Regions from separate parts of the Xenopus tropicalis genome. Here region 2 is linked to region 1. A link is a contact called in public Hi-C data. All regions are on one chromosome and are shown on one strand. Each heading gives the region's core, a stretch centred on a gene start, on an enhancer-like site or on the middle of the called end of the contact. The rest is flanking DNA. Distances are from core to core; before and after follow the strand shown.

Region 1 (7,816 bases), core at 2,247-4,746:
AGAAATGTGACTATATGTTATTATTAAGGCTATAATGTCCTTGATTTTTAAGATGACCTGGTCACCTTACTTTAAACATTATCTTGTTGCTAGGGACAGCGATTCTAATGACCAAGAAGTGGTATGAATGACACTAAGAAATGAAAAGAAGAGAGTACAAACAAAATAGCAATAATAAAAACCCAGTCAGCCTTCTAAATGCTACATAGTGATCACTGAGAGAAGGTAGCCTTTTATCTTGCTGCTTTGACAAGACAGAACACATTTCTGTTTTCTACACCTTACTTCCCCTTTAAAAATGAAGACATCCTGCAACCAAATGATATCTGTAGAACTGTAGAAGAGCTGCCGTAGAACAAATGCTCAGCGCCCTTTGTGTAACTCCATAGGGAATGCCTGGGCTAAATGCATATAATGGACTTGCTGAAAGATGCAGAAAAATGGGTTCAGTTTACACAAGCTCCTGTGCTTTTATACTTGAAACATTTGTTTGTGCATTTTAGGAAAAAACAGACCCCCCTTTTTCCTACTTTCATCTGCTCCTTTCTGCTGGTCATGTAAACATGGGAGCTGGGTGGGTGAGGGATCAGAGATGGGTAGACAAGTCCTGGCCTGTGGGGATAGAGAAGCTTCCTCCTTTTTTTCCTTTGTGCCCTGAAGGAACTGCACATAAAACACATGCTCCCTGAAACACCATAATACATTAACTTGAACGCCTGGGTCGCCAGTGGCAGGCAACAGGCTAATTAACTAATTAGCTCCCCTCCCCAGCTCACCACCGCCACCACCACTTATCCCCTGGCAACTGCTACAATATCACCAGGCAAGCTGGCATCCCTCAGGCTGATTTGGGAGTGTCCACACTGACACTATCTTTGTGAATGGGCCATTCCCTAAGGTGCAAGTGCTTAATTAAATTGGGAGCGGAGGAGGGAGAGTCAAATGAATGCAAGTTTCAGAGATTGGGGGACGGTGCTGCCCTTTGTAGTGGAAAGGCAGCTTGAAAGTCATTAGCAATCTGAAAAAAAACAATGAAAAAGGAGTAAGTGTTGCACAAACTATACAACTCTTTGCAAGTGCATTGTGCCAGGGTCCTTAATGGTGATCAGACGACCAAGCTATCTTCTGTGGCCTCTGATCATTGTTTCCCCTTTCACGGTGAAATCTCTGCCACTAAACTTGATGTGATTCCCAGGGTGTCTGGGTAGCCCAATGAAAGCCAGCACCAGTACATTAACATCTGTTGATCAGATATACACAGCAAGCGCCACGCGCTGCCTGACACCTCTCTCCCCCTGCACATGTCAGCACAGAGCCAGGCTCCCTGCCAGGGAAAGCTTTATCCAGGGCCTCCCTACCTGGCAGGGTGCCCACAGTCTAACACATAGAAGAGAATGCGATCATAAAGTCTCATGTGGGGAAGAGGCAGCTGGAAACACTGCAGGGGAGCGTGCCACCCTCTCCGCTAACACTGAGCCTGCATGCTGACCTCTTTCTTGCACACACTGCACCTCCCTGCCTGGAAGCCCCCTGCCCCCCTCACCCACACGCACAACCACCACCACCTTCCTCTCCATACTGCAGATGTTGCCATGATGCAATGTGCATCCCTTCTGCTTTGCAGCTATTTATATAATGACTTGGCATTCACAAATACTAAAGCAATTCCATGTGTAAATGTGAAGTCAGCAATAGGGTACTTACACTTTAATTGTGATTGCCATTTGTCCCTTTCATACCAATATGGACACAATGACAATCTGCAAAACAAGAGTCATAATAAGACATTGTATTTGGCAAAAAAACAACCTATACTAAAGAAAAAGCCAAGTCAATCAGAAAATTAAATATCATCCACTACCTTTTAGGTTAGGAATATGGCATTCCCATTATATTTTTGCACTCCTTTACCTGGCTGTAGTCACTTCTCATTTAAATGAATGGGGAATTCTCTATATATACTACATATACTATATTTGTATAGTGTATATTTAACTCAGTGATCCCCAACCAGTGGCTCAGGGGCAACATGTTGCTCACCAACCCCTTTGGATGTTGCTCCCAGTGCCCCCAAACTAGGTAGCTATTTTTTGAATTCCTGACTTGGAAGCAAGTTTTGGTTAAAAACATGATGTACCACCAATTAAGGCTGATGCCAGACGAGACGTTTTTACGCTGCGTATTTTCTAATTCTCTTGGCGGCTGAAAAACGCACGATATCATCGTCCATAGAAATAACTTAAACAGTCTCGATGGACAACACACTATGCGTAAATACGCTAGAAACGCGTTACCACTGACTTTTCATGCGTTTGAGGAAATACGCCGTTATTTGCACAGCAACCTACAGTATTCCTATGTATACACAAAGGCAGCTGCCAGACCTTGCGGAAATACACTGCGTTTTTACTATTTCGCACTATTAGCATCATGGGAAACGGGATTTGCTATGTCACCAGTACTAGGCTGAAAAACGCCATAGTCAGGGGCTGTGTGGGTTGTGCTGTTTTTAGGCGGAGAAAATATGCAGCGTAAAAACGCCACATCTGGCATTAGCCTAAAGCCTCCTGTAAGCTGACAGTGTGCCTAATAGCCAGTCTTAGCCCTTATTTGGCACCTCCATGAACTTTTATGCTTTTGTTGCTCTCCAAGTCTTTTGAAACTGTGGCTCACGAGTTAGAAAGGTTGGGGAACCCTGATTTAACATATCCCTATCTGACTGGGCCAGTGTCTGCCACATGCAGAACATTTTTCATTTATGTACATATAAAGTGGCTGAAGGCAATGTAGGCTATTTTGACATGTTCATTACCCCCCAGGCTGCTAAAGGGGCCAAAATGCCTTATGAGCATTTAGTAGTTGTTGTACATATGTCCACTGAGCGCCAATAGGCATGTGTACCGCAATTACACTTCCTGGGGCCCCCAGCAATTACTTTTCTTCTATAATTATGCCTCTGGTCTGTTTTTTTTTTTTTGCTCTTACTTTTTCACACAGCTATTGACTGCAGACACATCTGCTGGACCTTAACATATATTACTGGCATTGGGGTAAAGGACGTAGATCCTGTATTTTGGCTTTACCCTGAGCCTGTGGGGCTGAATGTTAACACTATAAATGCTCTTCTGCATTAAAGATATCATCCTATGCTGCCTAATACAATATGCGGGACTGCAGGAGCAATATCTGCCGCACCAACTGCTTCTGCTGGCAGTCAGCCCCTCACACTGCGCGGGAAACCACTTCACCGTGTTACACATCCCATCCTACATACCCGCCCTACATACCCACTTGGCCTCTTGGCCCGAAACATATCCGTTGACTCAAAAAATAGTGCGCCAAAATTAGTTTAGTGTCACTCCCCTTCTTTGGGACAAATATTTCGTTCCTAAGTTAATTTAATTACCGACATTATTACTAAAAAGAAAGTAATTTAGTGGGAAGAACTATGTGGCTTGTGTGCAAGGGCTGAGTTTGGAAGGAATCCCTGACGGAATTCCATATCCATTCCCAGTTCATCCCCCGACTGAGCTATATACCCGCACGAAAGGAAGCGCTGGGCTCCCCTCCCCCATTCCTTACATGCTCTGCCTGTGCCCCTAACACACGCCGCTGGGTGGATGGTCCACTCGTGTCATAGGAGGGGGCGGGGCCACTTACTATATTTTGTTATTCATGCTTGTGCCTCTCTCATCTTGCATTCTGTGCCCGCATGAACGCGAAGCTGCGTCTCCACAGCAACCAGGCAGCTGGGACCGCAAGATGGGGGGGCGGGGGTGGGAGAGAGAGATGGCATTCACCCCTTCATTGCCAGCACATGGGGAGATGGCACTGGGGATTCTTTATGCAGTACAGAAAGAGATTAGCTCCGTTATCTAGCCTTTTATTCGTAGATCCCTTGCTGCAATAATAACACGGGAGAAATGATATAGTATAATATAGTAGGAAGGGCTTATTATATAGTATTACATAACAATGGAATACATAGGATGATGAGCACATTATGGAATATGTAGGAAGGGCTTCTCATATAGCATAACAATATATTATGTAGGGTGGGCACATCATATAGAATAAGAATTGTTACATGCGTTTCTTGTAAGAATGAGGGATGTTCAGCCTGTGGCTCTCCAGCTGTTACTGATCAGCATCCCACTGATAGCCCTGGGCTTATGACACACTAGATTTGTCAGTGTTTAGTAGCCAGGACTTTTCTGTGGAATTGTACCAACCACAAAAGGTGTGGCATTGTCTTCCATCACTTCTCCTTTTGCCCTACAGCATCTGGCATATTGGCACAACTTTTGCCTGAAACCATAAACGTTAGCATTTTCAAGCAACAGATACTGCCATGGTGATTCCAAACAAGGAACCACATAACTGTGATTAGGGAAAGTTGTGGCTACCAAAATCTGGCTTTTAAACAGTAGGGCTCACTGGTCAAAACTGGGCAAATTTGCTAAGCAGTAACCAACAGAAACCAGTCAGCAATTGCCTTGTTTCTGCCATCTGCAAGTAGAACAGTGGTAACAATAAGGCTGATGCCACACGTGGCGTTTTTACGCGGCGTTTTTTCTCAGCCTAAAAACGCTGCACAAGCCACACATGGCGTTTTTCAGCCTAGTACTGGTGACGTAAGCAAATCCTGTTGCCATGGTGCTAATAGTGCGAAATAGAAAAAAACGCCGCGTATTTCCGCTAGGTCTGGCAGCTGCCTTTGCGTATCCATAGGAATAGCTTGCTTTGCAAGTACTGGCGTATTTCAGCCAACGCTTGAAAAATCCGTGCTTAGGCGTTTTCTAGCGTATTTCCGCATTGTGTGGTTTGCTTCGCGTCTTTTCAAGCTATTTCTATGGATGATGATATCAGGCGTTTTTCAGCCGCCGAGAGAATTAGAAAATACGCAGCGTAAAAACGCCACATGTGGCATCAGCCTTACTGTTGGTTGCTATGGATTACTGCCCATATGCAAATTTGCCCAGTGTTAATAAATGACCTCCATGCAGTGAAATGTGAAGTAAGTGCTACATATACCAAGGCAATGTAACGCTTGTTGTGTCCGGGTAAACATTTTAACTCTACCTAATATGCTAAGCAAAGTCATTTTTAAAGCCACAAACATAATTTATTATATAGATGAAACAAAGCTAGATAAGCTCTATTCCTAGGGCCCAGTAGTTGGTTTTAACACAACTAATGACAGAGGGAGAGAGCAGGGCAGATACATTTACATTTGGGCCATTTCATGAAAGAACTGAATTTGGAATGATCAGCCTTAGGGCAGCATAAGGCCTCCCACTACATCTGGCTATCCCCCCTCCCCACTTGGGCACATTGGGTGACTCACTGTGTATAATGCTGCTGACATCTTACAGCAGGTCAGAAGTTCAAGAGACTCTTGGGAGGGAACATGGATGCAGAGCTTTGGGCAATGGGCAAGGCGTGAGCAGTTCAAGAATGAAATATATCATGGTTTTACCTACATCACCCCCCACAAACCTGTGGTTTATTGGATAAACATCTTACTGAATGAGAAAAGCTGGAGAGCAGCATCAGCCTGAGGGGCAGCCCTGTATGTACATGAGATCAGGCCTTGTGAATGTATCGCATAAGATACATTGCAGAGAAACCAGCACACATTATATGACCCTATAAATACATTGTTCTATATTGCATGCACGTGTGAGCAAAGATTAGAGCTTATTGTTCTGTGCTGCTTTTAGACGCCTGGCATCAAGGAAATGCAGCGGCACTGTGACTAAACTGCAATCCTGTCTGAACATAGGCTTTTAGCAGTCATTGAAACGGAGCTGAAAAAAAAAGAAAAACAACCAGTGCAACAAGTTGGGCTGAAGAAGGAGTGTCACAAACAAGGTCAACTGACCTCCCCCACAAGGTTGGATACCCATTGCTCTAGATTTGTGCCAGAGTCTTTGTCTGTGGCAGGCAGTCTCCATAATATGTTCACACTTCTGCAGAAACGCTGGTCCTGGAAAATCCCCCCTGTGCACTCAGGGCCTGTGATTTTGTGAATTTATCACTCACTGCTAAAACTGACACTGTGAGAATATGAAAAATACCACAAGAGCTGCTGCCTTTGTGCAGTAAGTGGCCATAGGAGTATGAAGTCAAGCTATCTTGCTTTAGGCCAAGGTTAGGCAGGTTCAAGTTAGGCAAATCACCTGGTGAGAAAATACCAGCCCGCCCAGATTTACAGGATGAATTAACAGAAAAGGAAGATAACTGATATCAGAGAGATTGGATTTACTTCTAGAAAGGGTTGCAACCCTATTTCTGGCATCCCCTGCCAGCTGAGAGACATGCTGGAAGCCATAGTTCTGCAATAGGTGAAAAGCTAGAGTTCAGCCATTATTTCAAGCCCTTGTGCATGAACATTTTAAGATTTTTAAGAATTAAGCAGGCTGTATATCAGACCTTTGGTTCTATTGCTTATAAGCTGTGCACTCATTCATGCACTTTATGGCTCCAATGCATACAAAAAATTGAGAAGCAAGTTGGGCCTGTGGCACACACAAGTGACTTGGTCTGTTTTGCACAAAACATTGTGTTAAAATGCCCTAATGCCCACATTAAAAAACTGGTGTGCACAATACAAAATCATGTGGTTTTTACACAAAATTCTTTTGTGTGCTGGTTTCAAATCGTGTGCACACAGGAAACAGTGCGCAGGGGGCATACTGGGAGTTGTAGTCAACTGTATCCAGAGGGTTCCGGGTTGCCTGTCCCATATATAGCCTCTCCTGATTGCCTGCCAACGCAATGATGTCACACACCTCAGTTGGCTTTGTGTAACCTCAATGTAATAGCAGTCACGCAAGGAGCACCTGTGGTCCTGTAAACACACAACAAGCCTAGCCACATTTCACAGAAGGAGGTGGTTTCTTCCATGAAACAAAAACCCCTTCCCCCACAGCTCTGTACTCAGCGAGTGCTGAACGGCTAACCTCACCAGTAGCCAAAAATGGGCTACGGATGGTAGAAACATAGTTAGGTTGAAAAAAAGACACACGTCCATTAAGTTCAACCTTTTATGCCTATATATAACCCGCCTAACTTCTAGTTGATCCAGAGGAAGGTAAAAAACCTCTGCTATAGCCTCTTCAATTTTCCTCTGAGGGGGAAAAATTCCTTCCTTACTTCAAGATGACAATTGGACTGCTCCCTTTATCAACTTGTACTATGAACTATATTCCATAACCCTGTATTTCCTCACTCGGTAAAAAGCCAATGGCATAACTTTATATACAGCAGACCCTGTGATCGTGGAGGAACCAGACCATGGGGTCTGCGGTACCTTAGTCCCCCCTCCCCAGCCCCTCTTCTACCTTAAATATAGTGGCACGATTGGAGCCGGGAGGTGAAGCACTGTTGGGGCAGGGAGGGGGAAACAAGGGAGGAGGGACTGGTCGTGCCAGGCAGACCAAAACTACATATTCTAGATGGGGCTGTCCCAGCACTATATAAAGTTCACTGTCCACTGTCCTTCTCCATTAGGGCTCTGGCACACGGGGAGATTAGTCGCCCGTGACAAATCTCCATGTTCGCGGGCGACTAATCTCCCCGAAATGCCATCCTACCAGCGAAAATGTAAATCGCCATGGGATGGCATATGCAGCGCTGCGATTTCCCTGAACTCGCGGAAGTTGCCTTGGGAGGAAACTTCAGCGCTTTCAGGGAAATTGCGGTTCCTCGCGAGGCATTTTTGGCGATTTGCCGAAATCGCCTGCGCAGCATGTGCCATCCCACCGGCGACTTACATTTTCGCCGGTGGGATGGTAGTTCGGGGAGATTAGTC
Region 2 (7,816 bases), core at 3,614-6,113, 41 kb after region 1:
ACCTGGAAATGCATAGGTGCACACTTCTATGGGGACAATAACTGACTGATCAGCATATTTTGGCAAACCACATACATGGCCAAACTGTATGCCACAGGGCCCTACTGGTCAGATTTCCCAGAAATAGCGTGTGTTGTTAACTTTAGAAAGAAGTGACCAACCGATGCTACTGGAAAAAATCCAGCTAGGCTGGTAAGTCTCAGCTGGCAGTCACTCATATTTATTGCCAACTGAGCTTATCAGCCACATCTGGTTAACCTTTCTTTGTGATTATTCATAATTATGGATCAAAGCCATTAGGCTGATGCCACACCAGGCGTAGGGCTGATTTTTTCGGCAAGTGGAAAAACGCTTGCCGAAAATTCAGCCCTACGCCTGCTACTTGTGCCTGCACCCGAGCGTATTCCATGGTGTGGCATCAGCCTTAGTTAAGATATATTCTGAACAGTATTTATGGTCTGCTCACTTACATCTGTACAGTACTCACAAAAAGACATGCACCAGGATCCAAAAAAAAAAAAAAAAAGAAATCTTCACTCCATGTCAGTGTGGGTCTCCATAATAACCTTTAATAGAGTGAATATTCTACATCTTTTCATAACTGACAACAGTAGTAAAAATTACAATTAAACTAGTACTTCAGGACACCGACCCCCAAACTTAACCTGGGTACTATGTTAAAAATGTTAAGCAACTCTGGCCAAGATCCTATTAAAAGTAGTATAAAAAAGAAACTTAAAAGGAAAAACATTAATTTAAAAGTACATTGTACCATTTTCCCCAAAAGCATGAATGGGGCTGTATCTCTCTATTTAAAAATAGCAAGCAATAAAACAAGTGCAGTGCAATCTAATTCAGCTCCAATGGCAAATAGCTCCAATGTTAAAGGAGAAGGAAAGGCTAAGTCACTCAGGGGTGCCAAAATGTTAGGTACCCCCAAGTGACTAAAATCGCCTACCTTTTCCCCCGGGCTGGTGCCCCTGTTCGGAGAGAACTAGTCCAGTGCTTCCTCCTTCCTCGCGCGCATGCACAGTAAGAGTGAAAAAGCCGAACTTTAACAGAGAAGTCGGCATTTTACTCTACTGCGCATGCGCCTGTCGTGGGGTCCCGGCAAAACGAAGCAGGAAGCGCTCGCTCACAGGTACCCCCCAGGCTGGTGCGGTTTTCTACTAACAGGGGCACCAGCCCGGGGTACAAGGTAAGCGATTAAAGTCAGTTGGGGGTGCCTAACATTTTGGCACCCCCAAGTGACTTAGCCTTTCCTTGTCATTTAAGCAATCTGGGTTCCTGCCCAAAAAAAAAAATTACAAAAACAAAACATTTCTATGAAACTAAAATACCAAAACCACCAGTGGCTTATGGTAATGACTTTATTGGCATCTGCCTCTCACTGTGCACACTGGCCATTTTAGGTACAATGTCAATTTATCCAAATCATATTTTATGTGAAGTTCAATCAGACAGTTGCAGAAAGAGGCAAAAAAGGTGTTCAGAAGATATCCAACACTAAACAACAGATAAAGTTCTGGATAGCCACGCATGCCTAAATTTGATCTAGCACTTGGTCAGACTTTGTCCATATTGACCAGCTGTCCAGAAGTGTATTCCACCTCAAAGGGAAGGTTTAAACAATCCAGTAAAAATCACACAAAATTATTACCACACTGAACCCCATCTCATAACATGGATAGGGGATTTAAGTAGAATTAAGAGGTCCATTCAACCTCTGACCTATGGTGCAACCACTTAAATACCCAACATATATAGCATATGGCCATCTTTAAAACCTTTCAGCAGCCTTAACAGCTGTTCTTTTAAGGAAAAAAAAACACTGGCCAGGGCAAGAAGAATAACTTAGCTATTAGATATTAAATCTTGTTAATTTACCAAATCAAATCTACACCTGGGCAGTAATGCATTGTAATTTTAATGTTTTACCTTCAGCTCAACAAAGCTAATCACCGATTGGTTGTTATGGGTTACTGCCCATGTGCAAATTTACCCAGTGTTGGTAAATGAGCCTAACTAGACTTAAACAGTGCCCTGCAGTGTCCCCCATTACCATCTGCTGACTGCATTGTGTGGCAACATTGGAGCATTGTTTCCTTAAGCGACACTGCTGGACTCAGAAATGCTATACATGTGTACACATCTGTACACTGTAATGCAGCCAGGCCCTGAAAAGTCTTCCTCTGATAGCAATGAAACATGGAAGTTCTCACCTTTTACCTAGCAGAGGGGACCAAGTCTTTCAATCACCAAAACGGCAATGTCACAAAAACGCATATCATTATAGAGAATCCAGCTGTTTGCAACAATATTGATCAGTGCCATCAAGCTTTGAATCTCTAGTGTAAACGGTTCCATAGACAGTAATGAAACCTATTCACTTTTATGTCTAAAAACCAATATGAATAAATCTTGTTGCAAGAGGCTCCTAGGGATCACCCACATGAATGCACTGATGTCAAGATTATTAAGATTTTTTTTAAAAGATCTTTTTAAAATCTGTCATACAAGAATTGTCTAACATTTTATAACTGCCTACAGAGATGACACTGCAGTACAACCCATGCTTATGCATAGGGCAAGATAAGAAAAGGAAAAAAATAGAGCATCATACTTCCTCTCCCTTACAGGGCAATAAATATTGATCTCCAGCGTAAAAAAAAAAAAAAAACGTTGCAAATCCACAAAATAAAAGCAACAGATAACAAACAGAAGTAAAAATGTGGCACTTGCTTATTTTACTGTGTATCTAAGAAGGTTCAGCACAAACACGCCCCATGCACCCTCCCATACCCAACTGCTAAAACAGAATATGCCTGTAGCAGATATTCTTATTTACCTTAATACCATAGCAGAGCAGGTTCCCATCCCTATAACACACACATGCGTGAGAAGCATGAAGATCACATACGTAGTGAGCCAACGTTCTAACAAGTTAACCCTTTCTAGGCTTCACAGAGCTCCAAGTTAGTGCCACAGCGTGGGGCAAACACTGATTACAGTTCTTATATTAATTACGGTAGGTAGATTACCTTGTATGTGCCAGAAGGGAGTAGATAAAATTATAAATCTAGACAACTGACGTGTATTAACAGCTAGTAAGCAAGCCAATACTCTTTCTAATTATAAAAAGGGAATTATGTGTTATTTAGTAACTGGGTGTTTAATATTTTATTTGCAAGCCTAAAACAAATGCACTAAAAAAAAGTTGCATTTATAAGTGGATTAAAAAAAACAAACAAAAAAACTTTTTGGAGTGTAAGCTCTACAGGGCATAGAAATACTTACTCCAGTGCTGTGCCACTTAAGCTTTTTTTCTGTGCATATTTATTTTTGTGTGTGCCCTTGTTTGTAATAACTGCTTTAATGTATTGCATATATTCAGATGTACAAAAGAAAAGGCTGTGTTAAAAATGCCTTCCCACTGTGTCTCATACCACATGGCACTTATATATATATATATATATATATATATATATACATACATATATGTATTTATTGTATTTATTTATTATATCACTCTTCCTCCCTGTGTGTAATTTTGTATTCTGTAAGACTGTACAGCGCTGCGTACCCTTGTGGCGCTTTATAAATAAAGTTATACATACATACATACATACATACATACATACATAATGTGGCTCCTCTAATAAGAAGGCTTGACTGTACAGTTTATAGAAAAAAAAAAGCATTTGCACCACATACTCCCATTGCCTTCAGTGTCTCCTTACAGAATGTATGAGGGGCACATACAGTAATGGCAACAAAACAGTATATACCAAGCTGTCAAGCAACAAAGGGGTTAAAATTGGGGTGGGCAACTGCCACTATGCTTGGGGGTAAATATATTCCTTGAGGATTAAAGACATCCCCTCCCCCTGAGCCACCCACTTAGTGCCAGTGGTGAGGCGAGGGGGGGGGAGAGAAGGGGGCCAGCTGGCAGCAGCAGCAGCAAAGTGATTAGGATAAGATCAGCTCCACACCCACCCTACACACCTACTGTCCACACAATATACCAACCTCCCCCTCCTCCGAATTGCATGAGAAATACTTCACCAATAACACTACCCCCCCCCCCCATACACTCAAACCCGTGTCCATGTGCCCACTCAAACTCCCCCATGCCTACTCCCGCACCCCAGCGCGCACACACACACAAAAAGAAAAAAACTCATTGAACGTTGCCTCTCCCCATGCACACATGGATGTTCCCATACAGCCCCGGGCACGCACAAAAGCAAACACTCCCATTCCGTGCATCTGTAGGGTGCGGGCAGAGTACATTCACCCCATGGGCAAAAGCGGAGACCCTATAGCCGCATCCCTTTCGTGTGCACCCCCACCCCCCTGAAGCCTTGGTACTGGCCGGGGAACCTGCGCCACACACGTGTCACCGCCAACTCGTCCCGCTGGTGCCGGGCAATGTACCCCACTCACTGTAACCCCACGGCTCCCCTTTTCCACTCACAGCCCCACTAATAGCCAGCAACTAAACAAAAGTGTCCGCCGCCCTGCTCGACATAACCAAAGCCCAAACCCTCCGTTCCAATAAGCACCCTGCCCACTGCCCCCCATTTACCTTACTGCATGTGAGGGGCTCTGTCAGCGCTACCCGAGCTCCTCATCTCACAACCGCCCGGCCGCCATCTTCCAGCGTGACGTGGGGACTCACCCCTGACCTGCAATATGAATAGGAGCCAGGGAGTGAGGGGGAGAGAGAGGGAGGGTGGAGTGTACGAGAGGGAGGGACACGGAAGGCACAGGGGAGCGGAGCATACGGGAGGGAAGAGGTAGCGAGATTGTTGGCATGGAGGAGAGAACAGCACACCAGATAGGAGGGCACGGGAGTAAGAAGGGAGAGAGGGCGGGCGGGCACGCAAGAGGAGGGCACAGGGGGCGGGGCAAGCACAGGAGTAAGAAGAGGGCACGGGTGGGGGAGGAAAGACCTAGGGCAAGAGGGTAAAATAATAGGTGTAATAAGAACAGGCAAGGCAACGCACAAGGGAAAGGTGGGGGTGCGAAGGCACGGGATAAGAGGGCGACTCTGCAAAACACTTATGCCATACATATACACACATATATATGATACATCTAAACAGAAATAAAGGGGATACCTCTTACTGGGCATCAGAAGTCCCTATATATATATTTTTTTAATTTATTTTAAACTATTTGCAACATTGTTAATAAACTGTTTTTATCTGGTTATTATTTTGCTTATTATGCTGTATGGTGGGGTTGATTTCTGCAATGGAAAATACAATTAAAAGGGTCATTTGTGTAAGCATCCAAATTCTCTTAAGACTATATATAATGTATGTGTGCATGCACATAACATTCACTCCAGGAAGCATGGTCCCTTGGGTCATTCAGCTGTAATGCATCATTCCTCATCACCCAGTATTACATTCGGTCATACAAATGCTTTTTTTTTTTTTTACATGCAGCAGCTGAGGCCCCTTCAGACTACCATTTGCATATGGGGTATATACATTTTGTGACTAATAGTAGGGTGGGGGCAGTGTGTCCTTGTATATGGAGATGGTCTGGCATTCGTGCATAATAAGGTAGGAATGATGGGCCACTACAAAGGCCTCACCCGCCACCCCCCTTCCTTATGGGCAAGTCTGTGCGCCTCCTGCAATGGAGATCAGATGTCAGCTGTATACCAGGCTCTTGAATATATATACATATAAGTACCTTGATGGCAGTTGTGAGCCCTTTTGTTTTTAAATGTTTAGAATCAGCTCACCGGCTCTCATGAATTCAGCAACAACAACCATCAATACATATTATTTGTGCTTCTATTATGTTGTCAGGCTACTTTAATCCTTACTAAATAGTTCAGGTAAAATATCTCATTATGCCATTTCTGTGCAGAGGGAAAAACAGTTGCCTTTAGTTCTGTATATTAGTCCTTTTTCCAAGTGTAAGAATAGATATGTTACTCCTGTTTGCCTCATTAGAGGAGGCTTCTTGTTGGGACCTTTCCTTTCTGGCAAAAGAAAGGTTTATTGTGCAGTGAGCCTTTGGAGGTTTTTATGCATTTATCTAAATTAAGGTTATTAGTGCAGGAAATATTTGTGTCTGTAGCATACTATCTGGTCAATATACCTATCCAGCACCCCAGAAATTCCTGTTTCATTAGTGTCATCTTGTTGCCTAAACAACACCAGAGATTTTAATGAAAAACCAAATGTGTGTTCTGTAGGAACATACAGCCAACGTTACGTTTTGGTCCTACTGAATACATGTTTTGTTTTTCATTTTTGAAGCAGTGTGCCACCCTATGGATGTGTATATATACTGTGTATATGTATAGACAACAGAGGAGATCCTCTGCACTCACCCATTTTCAATATATATAGGACATTAAGACATTCTGTGCATTAAGCTACCAATAAATGCCCTCCCCTTTAAGCAAAACAGGGATTTTTTTTCCATATATTGCTATATACTTCAAGAGGATCTCTTGTTGTTGTCTAGATGTATTTTGTGGTCACAACCTCATTGCACCCCCACCTAATGGTTTAAAATGTAGTGGTTGAGCATAACTTTCCCTTTTTTGCTATATATATATATATATATATATATATATATGTATATATATATAACAGCAGAAGGCGCACACCCCACAAACAACCAACTGCCCCAGGTGCTGGCTACAATTTGTAACAGAAGGACAGAATGCCGCACATACAGGGACTTCAAGAAAAACAAAAAAGCTTATTAATCCAAATATATATATGTATATACATATATAAAATATGCAGGCAAGATAGATCGCTGCTACAGCGGGTGAATAACCACCCCAAAATAACAATAGGCTTTGGCTTTCCAAAGTCGTGCAAAGTTTCCTCCTATCATTACCGGTGGAAAGGCATTTCGGAGCAGTTAAACGCCCACAGTAGCAGCACTATATTGTGGGCGACTAACTCTCTCCGTGGGTCCTTAGCCTTAGAGCTGCAATTTACAGTTGTTATGCCAATTACCATCCCATTTATTGTGCTAGAATCATAGATGCTATCAAGATAGTAAAACTGCAATGCTAATCTGCTTTTGTACAAGAGAACAGATCAGTATGAATCCATTTATGTTCTTGGCAGTCATTCAGAGAAAATGCTGTTACACAAAGTTGGTAAACTGACATGCATTACTGCCACTTCTGGCGCTAAAGGGGTTAATAAATGTAAGTAGGTCATTGGTGGTATGAGAGAATCCAACAGGTACAACCAGAGCAGAACACAGTTAAGTATTTATTCTCATCATTCAAACCATTGTGGTAACTTTAAAGGGGGAATAAAATAATTATAATATTAAGAACTTCCTCATGTATGGGCTGTGGCTTTAATTCTTAGAAAGGCCTTTGGCAAAAGAGTTAAAGGTTCAGTGTTCATTACAAGCCAGCCTTTCTGACTCAGCATCAAAATATCCTGTAATGATCTAACACCAAGTCACTGAGGAACCTGTTTATTTATTTTTTTACTTTGTTTTCAAATCCAAATGGGCTTGGTTATTAAGTCTGTGACGTTGCTCATAGGAAGAGAGCCAGAAGGAGGAACTGAGTCCATATTTGGTATATCTGGTGTCTTCTGTACACTTTGTAAAACACTCATTTGCTTTGTAAATTGACAAGTAAAGAGATGTTTGTTGCATTCACAGTACTCGATTTGGTAATGTAAATGAGTTGGTTATGTTGCATTTTGTAGGGCAGTGTGGTCAATTTCAGGCCAGCATGTTTCAATGAGACCCCAGGAGGCAGTTCTGTGAGAATGTTGTTCAATGTGATCAGATGTTTCTATAGACA

The links. Hi-C and Micro-C count contacts between places; a contact is called where the count stands out from the background.
Region 2: a contact with region 1 is called in a Hi-C map of gastrula embryo, with 2.3 times the contacts expected there. The contact joins the promoter of hic2 here to the enhancer-like site in region 1. A contact is called at or near these places in 4 of 5 Hi-C or Micro-C datasets (brain, gastrula embryo, liver and 1 more).

Annotation. Positions count from the first base shown.
Region 1 is chr1:153,713,070-153,720,885 of UCB_Xtro_10.0, forward strand. No RefSeq gene overlaps it. Among named protein-coding and RNA genes, the nearest start is that of hic2, 40 kb to the right of the region's middle. Within about 2 kb of position 3,497, at least 10 of the 11 cell types and tissues checked have an H3K27ac peak or open chromatin away from gene starts, as enhancers often do. A contact at or near this core is called in gastrula embryo, liver and neurula embryo, where this site is marked.
Region 2 is chr1:153,752,513-153,760,328 of UCB_Xtro_10.0, forward strand. hic2 (hypermethylated in cancer 2 protein) reads right to left here and starts at 4,864. Exons shown (of 2, transcript XM_002931886.5): 1 at 4,589-4,864.